Linked DNA regions of Sus scrofa: region 1 is linked to region 2. A link is a contact called in public HiChIP or PLAC-seq data. All regions are on one chromosome and are shown on one strand. The core of a region is the stretch at or near the end of the contact, and the rest is flanking DNA. Distances in the headings are between cores, read along the strand shown. Region 1 has its middle 15 kb from the start of MSGN1. Region 2 has its middle 82 kb from the start of KCNS3.

Region 1 (3,592 bases), core at 862-3,361, 140 kb after region 2:
GGGGTTAAGGATCCAGCATTGCTGTGAGCTGTGGTGTAGGTCACGGATGTGGCTGGGATCTGGCATTGCTATGGCTGTGGGGTAGGCCAGCAGCAACAGCTCCAGTTCACCCCCTAACCTGAGGACTTCCATATGCCATAGGTGTGGCCCTAAAAGGACAAAAAAAAAAAAAAAAAAAAAAATTAGAATTTGCAGAGCAGTGACTAGGCCAGGAGCTGGCCTGAGAAGGTTCATGTATCAAGGATAAAGACTCAAGAATCATAGTTGCCCTCAGGTAGAATCAAAGCATCTGGGTAAAAGAAAGAAAGAAAGGACAAGGACAGGAGGAAGGAAGAAGAAAGGAAGGAGGAAGGGAGGAAGGGAGGGAGAATGAGAGGGAGGGAGGGAGAAGGGGACTGGGGGAGAAGCAGTCAGTAAAGGTAACAGGACACGAACAAGTAGGATATGATCAGGATTCTGAGTCCTTGCTGGAGCTCCGTTTAGCGTTCATGGCATAGCTCACATGCATACCTCCCATATTTTCATGACAAGAAGAATAACCTGGGGAGAGAGTTCCCGTTGTGGCTCAGCAGGTTAAGAACCTGACTAGTATCCATGAGGACACAGGTTTGATCCCTGGCCTCGCTCAGTCAGTTAAGGATCCTGTGTTACTGTGGCTGTGGCGTCGGCCGGCAGCTGCAGCTCTAATTGGACCCCTAGCCTGGGAACTTCCGTAAGCCACAGGTGTGGCCCTAAAAAGAAAGAAAGAAAAAAAAAAAAGAACCTGGGGAGAAGGAAGAGTTATTTTCAAAAGAAAGGTTTCCAGGCCCCTCTCCTAAAGAGTCTAACTGGATAAGTCTGGGCAGGAGCCGTGTAATCTCCGTAATTAAGAAGGTGGAAAGAGGGGAATCGCTGACAAACAGCTAAGACCTCCAGGGGCCCAAGAGTTACTGAGACTGGCACCAGGAAGCCAAGAGCTGTCCAATGCAGGCCCTTTGGTCTAGATTGTTAGAGACAAATCCTAGGAGGCAGAGTGCAGGCCTGGGGGGCCTCCAGGGCTTGACTTTACCATGTTATTAAAACCTCTCCTGTAACTTATCTGCCTCTCATTGAAGGCCAGCCATACTCTGGCCCATCCTGAGCCTTCCAACTTTATGTCCTCCTGGTCCTCAAGCATAATCTCTGCCCCGTTCCAGATGGCCCTACACTGTCCCTAGACCACATTTTCTTCTCTCAGCCTTTGCGTGGGCTGCATCCCTCACCCAAGGCTCTCCCTCCAACACACACCTGCCCCTTAACTTCTCAGATTCTCTCAGTCCCTCTAAGATGGCTTTCTGGCATCTTCTCCAGAAACCTGTGCCCCCTCTACTCCTCAGTGACCGTTCATATGGAAAGCCCAATTCAGAAGTTTATAGTACTGCCCGTATTGTTAATAATTTTTTCACTTGTTAAAAATCAGAAACAAGGACTTTAATAACACCTAATGCAGGACGATTGCCTTATAAGACGTAGATTTTCACATCTAATTATATCCTCGGAGCTTCACAACAACCTCATGGGATGGGTAGCATCATCATTGCCATCGGAGAATTGAGTAAACTGAAGTTTAGAGAGGCTTTTTGCGCTTGCCGGTGGCAAAACTAGCAATACGTGGCAGAATTAAGAGACTGGGCCACCATGGGATCCCTCATAGGAAAAGTTGAAATGTAGGGGGTTAATGAACGGCTTTCTTTGTGGTCCAGATCCAGGGGGAGGGCTGAGACATGAGGCTTTAAAGAACAGCTGCATCTCAGGGCTGAGCCTGTGTCATCCATGGGCTCAAATGGTGGGCTCATTGCAGCTGTTGAGGGCTTTAGGGAGCCAGACAGCTGTTACCAGGAGATGGATTCAAAGAGAACAGAGGAAATGGAATCTGCGGAAATAACCACACCCGGGGGTCCGTGCATGATACCCTTCTCGGAGCTCAAAGCATCCTGAAGATGTAATCTAATTATGCCTTGAAGGAAGACCAGGTTGGGCAAGTACAAGTGAGAAAGCCAGGCAGAGAGAAGGTAAGTGTCTTCAACTCGACTTTTTCCTGGACATTCTTAGGCATGGAAAGCAGAGTCTTTGAGGCTGCACAGCCTTTTCAATCATCAGATTTTGTGATGGGCTCTGCTGAAGAGTGGACCTGGGGAGCCTTGTCTGCCCGAAGGGACAAACAGCTGGGTTGGAGATAAATTTCCTACTCCCCTTCCCACCCCCCTCTTTTCCCCATAATGCAAACTGTTGCCATCTAATAGATCTTAGTTTTCTCCAACACTCTGGGGACTGTGCCTGAGCCCTTGGTCTGTTTTTGCTTTGGATATTCTCATTAAGCCAGCTTACTTGTCACTAAAGCTACCTATTCACTCCTCACTTTATCTCCCTTTTCTTCAGTCTGGACTTTCCTTTCTCACTGTCCATAGAGGACAGGCCACGCATCCCACTGCTAGTCCTTGGCTGGTGTAGTTTTCCTGCCTGGGGTGAGTGGTGCCGTTCCATTGCCTCTCCAAATCCTAATGGTGTTTTGCAGTCTACTCTGACTACCAGTCAACCCCTTGGTGGCGGGGGGTTGTGTCTACTGTGTCCGTGGGCTAACACAAGGCTTTCCTCCTATGGTACACGGCACTCAACTAGACTATGAGCTGAGGACTATGAGAGGCTTCCTTTCTTCAGTTACTCTCAATGGCCCATCACTTACTGTGTAATGATGTGTATTCAGTGCCCACTTGCTTAAAAACATCTATTTCTCTACTCTTTTAAACTCATTTTTCTACTTTAAAGCATCCTGTCCTATGTGGGGTTGAATTTTCAAATCATTATGAACATAGATGGAGTACTCTCCATGCATTTTGATTAGTACTTTATCTCACGGTTTAATCAACACACAACTCTAGGGGGTGGGGAGTGTTAGTATCCATACTTCACAATGAAACACCTGTGGCTTAAAGAGGTCAAGTAACCTGCTTGAGGTCACATGCTAATGGTCCAAGGTCTTAACCACTTGCTACAGTGCTTTGCATAAAACACTAAATGCCCTTTTAGGAAGTGTACAAATGAAGAGTTCTGATGTAATAGATGTTCCAAATAAATGGGTGGTCTGGCCTTTGGAGAATGGGGTGTTCCTCCCCAAACACTGGGCTCTTCCTACCATATCCTAAACCTTATCTAGAAAACATATGGCCCAACCAAGGGTTTGGTCCTCTTTAGATGCCTAACTGAAACTTATTACACTGAGGGTGACAACAGGCTTGGGTGGAGGTGGTCCGAACTCCAGTCCTGGTATTTCTATACGTCAGTGATTTGACCTCAGAAGACTTAGGGAAGGGGCTTGAACTCCACTTTCCTCATGACATATCTGTTTCCTGGAAAGCTATGATCATATATCTGTGGGTATGGCCTTGGAGGCAATTTTTTTTTCTTTTTACAAAAGTAGTAGCCAATTCTCTTAACTGAGCCAACAATGGGCCAGTTATGAAGTAAGCCAGTGAACTTTCTTGGGAAGCCTGAGGCCAAAATAGAAACGGGCTCAACCTGTTTTCGGGAGTGATCTTTGCTGAGAATATATTCTTGCTGCAGCTCTGTTTTAGAA
Region 2 (3,080 bases), core at 482-2,981:
ATTACTGAAGGAATGAAAAATGGCCTAAATAACTGGAGAGATATAACACATTTCTGGGTCAGAAGACTCAATATTCTTAAGATGTTAATTCTCCCCTACCTGATCTATCTTGAGGTTGATACAATCCCAATCAAAATATGAAGGAGGTAGAGTTCTCATTGTGGCTCAGCAGTAACAAACCCAGCTAGTATCTATGAGGATGCAAGTTCCATCCCTGGCCCCACTCAGTGGGTTAAGGACCCAGAGTTGCCGTGAGCTATGGTGTAGATCACAGACACAGCTTGAATATGGCATTGCTGTGGCCAGCAACTGCAGCTCTGATTCAACCCCTAGCCTGGGACTTCTATAGCCATGGGTACAGCCCTAAAAAAAAAGAAGAAAAAAAAATATATATATATATCAAGGATGTTTTGTTTGTTAAAGTTGACAAGCTGATTCTCAGTGTATGGAATAATATGAAGGTTATACGTGTCCATATCAACTTGAAAATAAGAACTAAGTTGTGATTCTTACCCTATTTTATTTCAAGACTTATTATAAAGCTACAATTTTGAAGACAGTGTGATGTTGGCATAAATGTAGACATAAAGATCAACAGAACAGAATGGGGTGTTCAAAAACAGAGTCACACATAACAGAGACAAAGTTAAGTAAGATACGGTTTCTGCCTTCAAGATGGCTATTCAGAATCTACGTGGATTCTGAGTACATTATATATTATAATGGAGTGCAATAAATGCTGCCAGAATCCAAATGTAGGCTGGCTAGCCTAACTGAGGGGATCTAGAAATTTTCCCTAGGGAAAATGATGTGTGGGCTGAATCCTGAACGATTAAAGAGTTTGCAAGATGAAGAAATAAGACAGCAGCATTCTGGGTAGCAACATATGGGAAGAAGCAGAGGCACGAATGGGCATAAGACAATCTGGTACCCACCAGTTATCCCCCCCGTGCTAGGAGTATGGAGATGAGAGACCGTAGAGGAAAACCAGCAGCCACATCATGACAAGCTGTATGCACTAAAATAGGAGGAATGGAAATTTATTCCACAGATAATCAAAAGCCATTGGAAAAAAAAATGTTACGTGTGTTTGTGATAGGGTTATATTTGGGTTTGACATATTACTCTGTCAGAAGGATAAAAACCAAACCAGTTAAATTAAGACTGAGGGTAGCAAGACCAGTTAGGATGCTACTAAAATATTCTGGATGGGATAGAGAAGAGCCTTAACCTAAGGCAAAGGCAATCAGGTTTGGGGTATAAAATATATTGTAGAGATCATCAGAAGGCATAGTTAAGATCATCTGATAACTGATTAGATGTGGGGCTGAGAAAAATTGGAGGAGAAAGAGGGAATGATGTACAGTTAATTTTTGTCCCTCTTTTTTCTCAGGTGTAACTTAAAGTCTCTGACTTTACTTAAAAGTAAGAAATAAAGCCCTCTTTTAGTAGGTGATCCTACACAAGAGCAGAAAACATTAAGTCAATTGTGCTTGGCCTCCGTGGGGGTGAAAATGAAAGCGCTCTTGGCCAGTAAAAGGACAGGTTGGTATACCAGCCCAGTACAAGCTCCCAATTTTCCCTTTCCAAGTAAAGCTGTGAGGCCCTTGCTGGTCTGCAAATGATTTATCTGCCTCAAATCCTGCCAAACTTTGGCCCAGCTCTATCCAGACACTAGGCTATAAATGGCTGAAGAAATAACAGGAAAGGAGCAGAGTTGAAAGGCCGCTGAGCAACTGTTTTTCTTTAGCTCTGTCTGAACTGAATAGTCAGCCAACTGGGGGTCAGCCCAATCACGTCCACCCCACCTTTTATTACTCAGTGAGACTACTCGTGTGCCCTAAGCTCAGAGCAGCCACTGGGTCTGGCAAAGTTCTCAAGAGCCTAAAGCCTCACTGCATATATTTCCTAGACCCACCAATAGCGCTGTTTATGTCTTGTTAAGCCACAAGGAACATTCCACTGTGCAAAGTCAGCTTATTGCAAGATTTTTTTTAGGGAAAAAAAAAAAGATGAAAATCTTCTGATCTCTTACTTGCCTGATTCCATCCTGACAGAGGTTTTTATTACTTACCAAAGCCTATGTGCTTTTCTAAATTTCCAAGGCCCTTGCAGTTGGAGAAGTCCAGGTAACAGTAACTAGTTCTGGCCAATAGGCACTGAGCAGAAGTGATGTGTTTCTTTTCTAAGCTAGAGCATTTATTTATTTATTTATTTATTTTAATTTTTTTTTTTTTTTTTTTTTTTGTCTTTTTGCTATTTCTTTGGGCCGCTCCTGCGGCATATGGAGGTTCCCAGGCTAGGGGTTGAATCGGAGCTGTAGCCACCGGCCTACACCAGAGCCACAGCAACTCGGGATCCAAGCCGCGTCTGCAGCCTACAGCACAGCTCACGGCAACGCCGGATCATTAACCCACTGAGCAAGGGCAGGGACCGAACCCACAACCTCATGGTTCCTAGTCGGATTCGTTAACCACTGCGCCACGACAGGAACTCCATAAGCTAGAGCATTTAAGAGTGCACAGCCCTCCGGCTCACTTTTCCTCTGTCAGCTGATCTGGAAGCCATGTTTTTCACATGGTGCCAAAGCAAGATGCAAGAAACTGAGATCTTTAAGTCACTGTGTAAAAGGGAACTGTCCTGAGGTTCCCGCTGTGGCTCAGCAGTATCAAGCCCGACTAGTATCCGCAAGGACTAGGGTTCCATCCCTGGCCTTGCTCAGTGGGTTAAGGATCTGGCATTGCCGTGAGCTATGGTGTAGTTGGAAGATGTTGCTGGGATCCCACATTGCTGCCTGTGGCTATGGCCGGCACCTGCAGCTCCGTTTCAACCCCATATGCCACAGGCGCAGCCCTAAAGAGACAAAAAGAAAAGAGAGAGAGAAAGGGAAAGGGAGACATTTAACAGGAAAATGTCCTAAGAAGCTCTACTTTAATTAATAAAGGGGGGTGGGTGATCTGTCCTAGAGAGCTGCCAGACTCTGGGTGAGAAATGAACCTTTATATATTAAGCCACTGAGATTGGGGACTTGTTTGTTACTGCATTAAAGCCTAGATTAGTCTGACTAAGAGATAATGAGG

The links. HiChIP or PLAC-seq counts read pairs in DNA pulled down with a chosen protein or histone mark.
Region 1: a contact with region 2 is called in an H3K27ac HiChIP or PLAC-seq map of skeletal muscle. The contact joins two enhancer-like sites.

Annotation. Positions count from the first base shown.
Region 1 is chr3:120,047,475-120,051,066 of Sscrofa11.1, forward strand. No RefSeq gene overlaps it. Among named protein-coding and RNA genes, the nearest start is that of MSGN1, 15 kb to the left of the region's middle. Within about 2 kb of position 2,112, at least 4 of the 83 cell types and tissues checked have an H3K27ac peak or open chromatin away from gene starts, as enhancers often do. A contact at or near this core is called in skeletal muscle, where this site is marked.
Region 2 is chr3:119,904,595-119,907,674 of Sscrofa11.1, forward strand. No RefSeq gene overlaps it. Among named protein-coding and RNA genes, the nearest start is that of KCNS3, 82 kb to the right of the region's middle. Within about 2 kb of position 1,732, at least 15 of the 83 cell types and tissues checked have an H3K27ac peak or open chromatin away from gene starts, as enhancers often do. A contact at or near this core is called in skeletal muscle, where this site is marked.